Linked DNA regions of Mus musculus: region 1 is linked to region 2. A link is a contact called in public Hi-C data. All regions are on one chromosome and are shown on one strand. The core of a region is the stretch at or near the end of the contact, and the rest is flanking DNA. Distances in the headings are between cores, read along the strand shown. Region 1 holds the start of Tmem70 (transmembrane protein 70). Region 2 overlaps Ube2w (ubiquitin-conjugating enzyme E2W (putative)).

Evidence for each region. Hi-C and Micro-C count contacts between places; a contact is called where the count stands out from the background.
Region 1: a contact with region 2 is called in a Hi-C map of granulocyte-monocyte progenitors, with 1.8 times the contacts expected there. The contact joins the promoter of Tmem70 here to the enhancer-like site in region 2. A contact is called at or near these places in 10 of 39 promoter capture datasets (the C10 cell line, the HPC-7 cell line, cranial neural crest and 5 more), 1 of 484 Hi-C or Micro-C datasets (granulocyte-monocyte progenitors), 5 of 115 datasets of contacts at active chromatin or transcription factors (the SCID.adh cell line, bone marrow-derived macrophages and embryonic stem cells) and 3 of 9 other capture datasets (adipose tissue, liver and pancreatic islet).

What each region holds. Positions count from the first base shown.
Region 1 is chr1:16,663,874-16,667,088 of GRCm38.p6, forward strand. Tmem70 (transmembrane protein 70) reads left to right here and starts at 1,318. Exons shown (of 3, transcript NM_027415.2): 1 at 1,318-1,632. The coding sequence starts at 1,435.
Region 2 is chr1:16,568,997-16,572,479 of GRCm38.p6, forward strand. It overlaps Ube2w (ubiquitin-conjugating enzyme E2W (putative)), which reads right to left. Exons shown (of 6, transcript NM_025773.4): 6 at 1-2,286. The coding sequence ends at 2,273. Among named protein-coding and RNA genes, the nearest start is that of Ube2w, 49 kb to the right of the region's middle. Within about 2 kb of position 1,920, at least 6 of the 459 cell types and tissues checked have an H3K27ac peak or open chromatin away from gene starts, as enhancers often do. A contact at or near this core is called in bone marrow-derived macrophages and granulocyte-monocyte progenitors, where this site is marked.

The DNA of each region.
Region 1 (3,215 bases), core at 68-2,567, 94 kb after region 2:
AACTCTCACCTCAATGGAGAGAAAAGAGAACTTATTCTAGAACCAAATGAGTGATCATGGCTTGGAAACACAGATTTATGTCACCCCCTGTCCCCATGTTCCATGTTTCAACATGGAAGTAGTTTCATGAAGCTTTTTTATAGTAACAGAACAAAGAAAATCATCAGTCAAGACAGGTTTCTACATTAGTGGGATGGTTAGGTACGTTTTTTAAAAGTGGGGAAACCTGTTTTAGGCTTCAGGTGCTATTTGACAGTACTCGGAAAACTAATACCCTGTGCATTCCAAATGAAAGCTTGAACTCGGTGTGTTCCAGCTGAAGGTCGTGAAGATGTTAGGTACACAGGAGGACAATACATTAAGGCTACTAAGAGATCTGCAAATGGCCCATGATAAATTGGCTCTGGATTTGCAACACTGTAGATTCTTCTATGTCAGTCCGTGCTAGGCAAGATACACTCCCCACCTTGGACATGATGGGGGCTTTGTTTGTTTGTTCCTTTGGTTTTTGTTTTTGTTTTTTTGTTTTTTTTCGAGACAGGGTTTCTCTGTATAGCCCTGGCTGTCCTGGAACTCACTCTGTAGACCAGGCTGGCCTCGAACTCAGAAATCCGCCTGCCTCTGCCTCCCGAGTGCTGGGATTAAAGGCGTACGCCACCACACCCAGCTCGGATACGACGTTTTTAATGGGGAAAAAAAAAAATCTGTCAACAAAATCGAAAATTATGTGAAAAAATTCCATTTTCTCCTATCTCAGTGGTGGAATTAAGTTAAATCATTAAATCTTTTTTTTTTTTTTTTTCCCCCGAGACAGGGTTTTTCTGTGTAGCCCTGGCTGTCCTGGAACTCACTCTGTAGACCAGGCTGGCCTCGAACTCAGAAATGCGCCTGTCTCTGTCTCCCAAGTGCTGGGACTAAATCATTCATTCATTTTGTTAATATCATATCATAGCATACAAAGTATTTAAACATTATAACATTAAGTACCTTAAACTACATTCCTTTTGGGCTGATATGCTACAATTACTTCTGCGAAGCTAAATCATTTTCCCAAACCAGTTTTAGGACCTATAAAGTGACTTTCATGAGAACGAAGTATTTAACTAGGCTTCTGGTCACTGTCTTTTTCACATGCCTACACACTCTGTCCTTGCACACGGTCAAAAGCCGACCAAATACTAGGAATTCGGTTGAAGCCCATCATCTTAAGCAGGGAGTTGGGGTTTTGGGTCATTTGCTGCCTGGAACCCACCAGGTGGAGAAGGTTGCAGGCCGGCCGCATTTTCTGCGCACGCGCGCGCACCAATCCGGCCGCGTGTTCCGTTTAAGGGGCGGAGCCTCATCGCTCTTGTGGGGGCCACTGTCGAGCGGAGTCGCTTTTGGGTGTCCTTGGCCGCAGCTGGAAACTGACGGCCACCTTCTCCAACTCGCAGCATGCTGTTGGGGTTGGGCGGCCGGTGGGCAGCGGGCCTATGGCCGGGCCGGACGAGGACGACGTGGTGTGTGGCCGCCGCGCTCCGAGGTTCCGGGATCGCTTTCTGGCGTGCGGCCTCGCTAGCCGAGCCAGAGCGGCTCCGGAGCGGCGGGCATCTAGCGCTAGCCGAGTCTTGCGGGCCACCCGGGCGAGCGCAGGTCGGCTGTTCGTAGGCTGTGGTGGTGGGGAGCGGGCGCAGCATGGGGTCTGGGAACTCCAGTGCTGAGGGGACACTCCCGGTGCGGGCCTGGGAGGAGCAGGCCTCGACCTCGGGGTCCGCAGCTGCTGTCAATCCAGGGATTGATTCTCCTTTCGAAGGCTATTAAAGCACCACAAATGGTTCTTTTTGTTGTTTTTCAGAGACAGGATGTCCCAGTTTTGTAGACTCACCTGTCCTGAATTCGCTATATAGACCCGGTTGTCCTCGAAATCAGAGACTCGCCTACCTATTGACTTCCCATTCTAGGATTAAAGATTTGCTCTGCTGCGCAGGGACTTATTTCTTACTCTAGAGCTAAAGGTCAGAAGGGCGCTAAGTGCTAAGAAATTGATGCAGCACGTGGAGCTAGCCTCCTAAGTTGTGTTACTTGTCCGTTTTTAGGAATTTCTTTGATTACGGAGTGAAAGGTGGGGTGTGGATGTTATTGAACAAAGTACGTAGTATGTTAAACTATACTATAAAATGTAAGAATTTTGTGGGTTTTCGAGACAGGGTTTCTCATGTGTAGTCTTGGCTAACCTGGGACTTGCTCTGTAGACCAAGCTGGCCTTGAACTCAGATATCCCCTGCCACTGCCTCCAGAGTGCTGGGATTAAAGGTGTAGCTCGGCAAGAATTTTATGTATATTAAGCTACATTGTAATATATAAGAATTTTAAAAACTTTTAAGAAATGCTGAAAGTGGTAATTGAATTATTTGTTGTTAGTTGCTTGTGGGTGGGTTTCCCTGTGTAGCCCTGGCTGATCTGTTGACCAGGCTGGTGCTGGCTTCAAACTCACAGATAAAAGGTGTGTGCTATAGCCAAGGGTCTCGAGATATTGGACTCTTAACTGAATTTCAACACAAATTAGGCATACTTTTTACATTTTTAAATGTGAGCAATGTGAAATTCATTTTTAGATGCTCATTTATACATACTTGGGAAACTCCTGTTTCATATAGCTTTCAAGCAGTTTTTCAAGCAAGCTTTCTTGCTAAGAGATAGAAGGCCCAGGGTATGGTAGTGGCACAGACTTAAAGTCCCAGTGTTAGCTCTGGAGGCTCAGACAGAGGATCAGCATGAGCTTCATGGTCAGTTGGAGGCCAACATGGACCACATTGATGACTGGACTTGATCTTCAAAACAAAATGGGGTACAAGGTATATGCAAGGCTTTCAGGGAGACAGCCTTAAAAATGCTAGTTATTCATGTAACTAGTTCCTAAGTACTAACCACAGGGGTGGTAGGAGAAGCCTAGTCTGTGGAGGCTTTTGTCTTCAGGATGGGAGTTTGATCTCTGGACATGCCTGTGCATACGAACCCACCAAACAAAACAAAGCAAAACAAACCCCTCAATTTACAGTATTTTGCTAAGATTGTTTTTTGTTGTTTTTTGACTGGACTTGAACTCAGAGATTTACGTGCCTCTGCCTCCTGAATGTTGGGCTCAAAGACATGTACAGTCATGCCCTCTGTATTTTCTTAGATTATTACATTAAAGCAAATTTAAACAAATGTTTTTGCCTATGTAGTATCTGTGT
Region 2 (3,483 bases), core at 670-3,169:
TGTCTGCATAGAGAGAGGTATAGTAAAGCACTGTTATAAAAGCACAACGGAAGCTGGTGATCTACATTCCAGCACTGTTGCTGCTGACCTGGTGTGGGAGCTCCTTCGGTGAGTGACGTCACAGGCCAGGATTTTAGTAAGAGGACCACGGATAGGTAAGTGTTTCTCCCTGTGTCCCCAACCCGACAAAAGAGCTAATTAATATTTAGAGCAGTGACATAAACTTAACTTACAGCTGTGATTTCATCGTAAAAGCAGAAGAAACGTAAGAACGTAAAGATTTTTTTCATGTCAAGAAGGCCAACTAATAAAACTGATAATGGTTACTGTGGGAACTTATATACATGCAGTCAAGACAGAAGAAAACGTTTATAATCTTTAAAAAATGATGATTGCTCCCTAGTTTTATAAACAGTGTCCACAATTTGGTGGCTGGCCATGGATTTAATTTTTTTCAAGTTATTTCTACAGTAGACATATTTTTGAAGTCTACCCACCCCTGAGTTCAGCAGTTATACTTTTAGAGTGTAAAATTATATGCCCTTAATTAACAACATGTAAAAAGCTACAAAATGTCATCTACACAGAGGTTAAAAACAATTTTTAAAATATTCTTTACCAATTATCAGTTGAATGATTTTTTTATGGGTTTACATACCGTCAGACCTTTCAGCCAACTGGCTTTTATTTTTAGCCCAAATTGATTAATATATTCACTGCAGGATATTCAAAAAGACTATAACAGTAAGGCATCAGTAAAAATAACATTGTCATAGAAACAGAGCTTGCATATGTGAAAAGGTAATTTATAAAATACATTAATCACTTCTTAAAAAGACCTAGTTATATAATCATTACATGGTACATGGTATTTAGGATGGAACCTTCTCAACAATTGTTTTATAGATCAGAGAGAGAGATGATAGATAGATACCTACATACATACAGATAGATAAGAGTAGAGACAGACAGACAGGCAGACAGAAAAACTTCATCTAACTGTAGGCAAAATCTTCTCAACAAACAAAACAAGTTCTTCCAAGAAACCCTACACAATGGGTAAGTGAGACAAATAAGCAAACATTGTTTTTATAGTATCCTTTTACCAAAATCTTAAAATAAAAATGTCCACACTCTTTTGTTAAAACATTAAGCCTCTGTCAAAAATGTATTTCTTATTTTAGGGTACAGTATTGAAGGACAAGATGATACAAGTAAAGAAAATTTACAAGAAAAAAAAACTTGACAAAATTCTTTCAATTAAAGTATTATAACATTTAAACAACTGAAAACATAACAAAAGAAACAAGATTACAAACAAAAATGTTTATGGATTTTTTCCAAACATAAATAAATGAAATAGTGTTTAGGCAATAGGGCTCATGCTGATGGCTAGCAGGAAGTAACAGAGTATAATATACTTGGAAAAATAATAACAGGCCCAAATGATGGATGGCAGTAATTTAATCATCACTGCCATTTTTTCTTTTACTTCCAAACAACACCTTGGTTAACCATCCACACTCTATTATTCACACCTTCACTTCAGAGACTGAGGAGTATATACAACAAATGAATTTATTTTCACCATAGGGATAACATATTGTACCTCTCTGCCAATGTTCCTCGAAAACTTTCCATGTCAAAACAATTTGACAGCAGATATAAACAATTAAATAAATATGCAATGATCTTTCTTTCGGTCCTTTAAAGATGCATGTAATTTCATGCTGTTGGCCTTAGGATCACAGTGCATAGAATCCAAATATAAACAATTGGGGTGGCTTTCAATGTAATGTTGGATCCCTCACTTTCCTTATAATCCCACAACAACTGATAAATTCATTTCATAGGCCCTATCATGCATTAATCACCAAGTGGCAGGAGTTAAGAAAACTCTTCCTTTTACAACGTCCATTGCCGGCAATGAACGTCCCCAAACCACTGAGGAAGTCACTGTTATTGCACAATACACGAGGACCTGGAACTTTTCCAAAAGCTTAAAAAAATAAAAATAAAAAATGGAATTATAGTTGACATTTCCTGACACCTGCATTAATACTGTATGACTAATAAAAGCATGTCGGTTGACTGGACTGAACCAGCGATCAACATGCGCCCAGAATGCACACGAGTAAAAATGCAGTAAAAGGAAGTAGTCTTCATTGCCTATAGGTCACTTCCAGTCAAAGGTTAAAGTTCAAAGACTGAATGATCAAAGTGCTCATTTCTCAGTAGGACTATCTTCTGCTACAGGAGGAGGGCAGCGGCATCAACAAGTGTCATCTTTAAGGAAAGGAGAAAAAGAGAATTAGAAACGGAAGCACGTGTAAGTTCATCTACAAGCTCATCACATGGAGAAATAATGCCAAGTAGCAAGAACGTGGCCAGCCTGACTTGCCGTTCTCAGTCTTACAGATGAAAATTTGTGTTCAGTTATATAATATAAGCAAACCAACCTTTACTCTTTCAAGGAAATGAGAGCTTGCACAAACTTAAATTAATATATGATTAGTATATCAGTTCAATTTGAAACAAGAAATTGATATGCACATATTCAGACACATCTGAAGAGAATTTTTCTATCAGCAATTCTTAAGCAGTCATGACATTTTACATTAAATAAAATACACCTTTAGTCTATAAGGTAACTCTCCTTCAATAGTAAGATACAACTTTCAAATCAATCAATAGGCACTTAATGTTAATGTCCCTTCAGAAAACTAATTCTCAAAAAGTATTCACAATATTCAGAAATATTCATATGCAAGGTCATTTAAAACCCTCAATACCTACAATACCTCCTGGCAGCCTCCACATAATAGACAGTATATAACTGTAGTGTCTATCACTTATTTTAGAAAACTAATTTGGCAAAAAAATGCACATGAGGAATTGAGGACTGTTACTTTTCAGAAAGAAGCCTGGGACCAGCAGTAACTGCCAAGAGCTATGCAGCTTTATAAAGGAAGAGCTCAGGAAACACTAGCCACAGTTTTTACAATAATTCCACATAAAGGCTGATAAATTAGTGCTAACGGAATTTCCACCAATAAAGACTAAGTTAATTCTGTCATGCTAGGGGAATTCATGGATTATAATATACATGGTAAATAAACTATATTTTAAAAATAAATCAGAGCTGGCGAGATGGCTCAGCAGGTAAGAACACTGACTGTTCTTCTGAAGGCCCTAAGTTCAAATCCCAGCAACCACATGGTGGCTCACAATCACCCGTAATAAGATCTGACACCCTCTTCTGAATGCTGGTGTGTCTGAAGACAGCTACAATGTACTTTTGTATAGTAAGTAAATCTTTGGGCTGGAGTGAGCGGGGCCGACCGGAGCGAGCAGAGGTCCTAAAAATTCAATTCCCAACAACCACATGAAGGCTCACAACCATCTGAACAGCTATAGTGTACATAAAATACATAAAATAAAAATAAATAAATCAATAAATAAAAAGAATTAGTCATAGGTTGG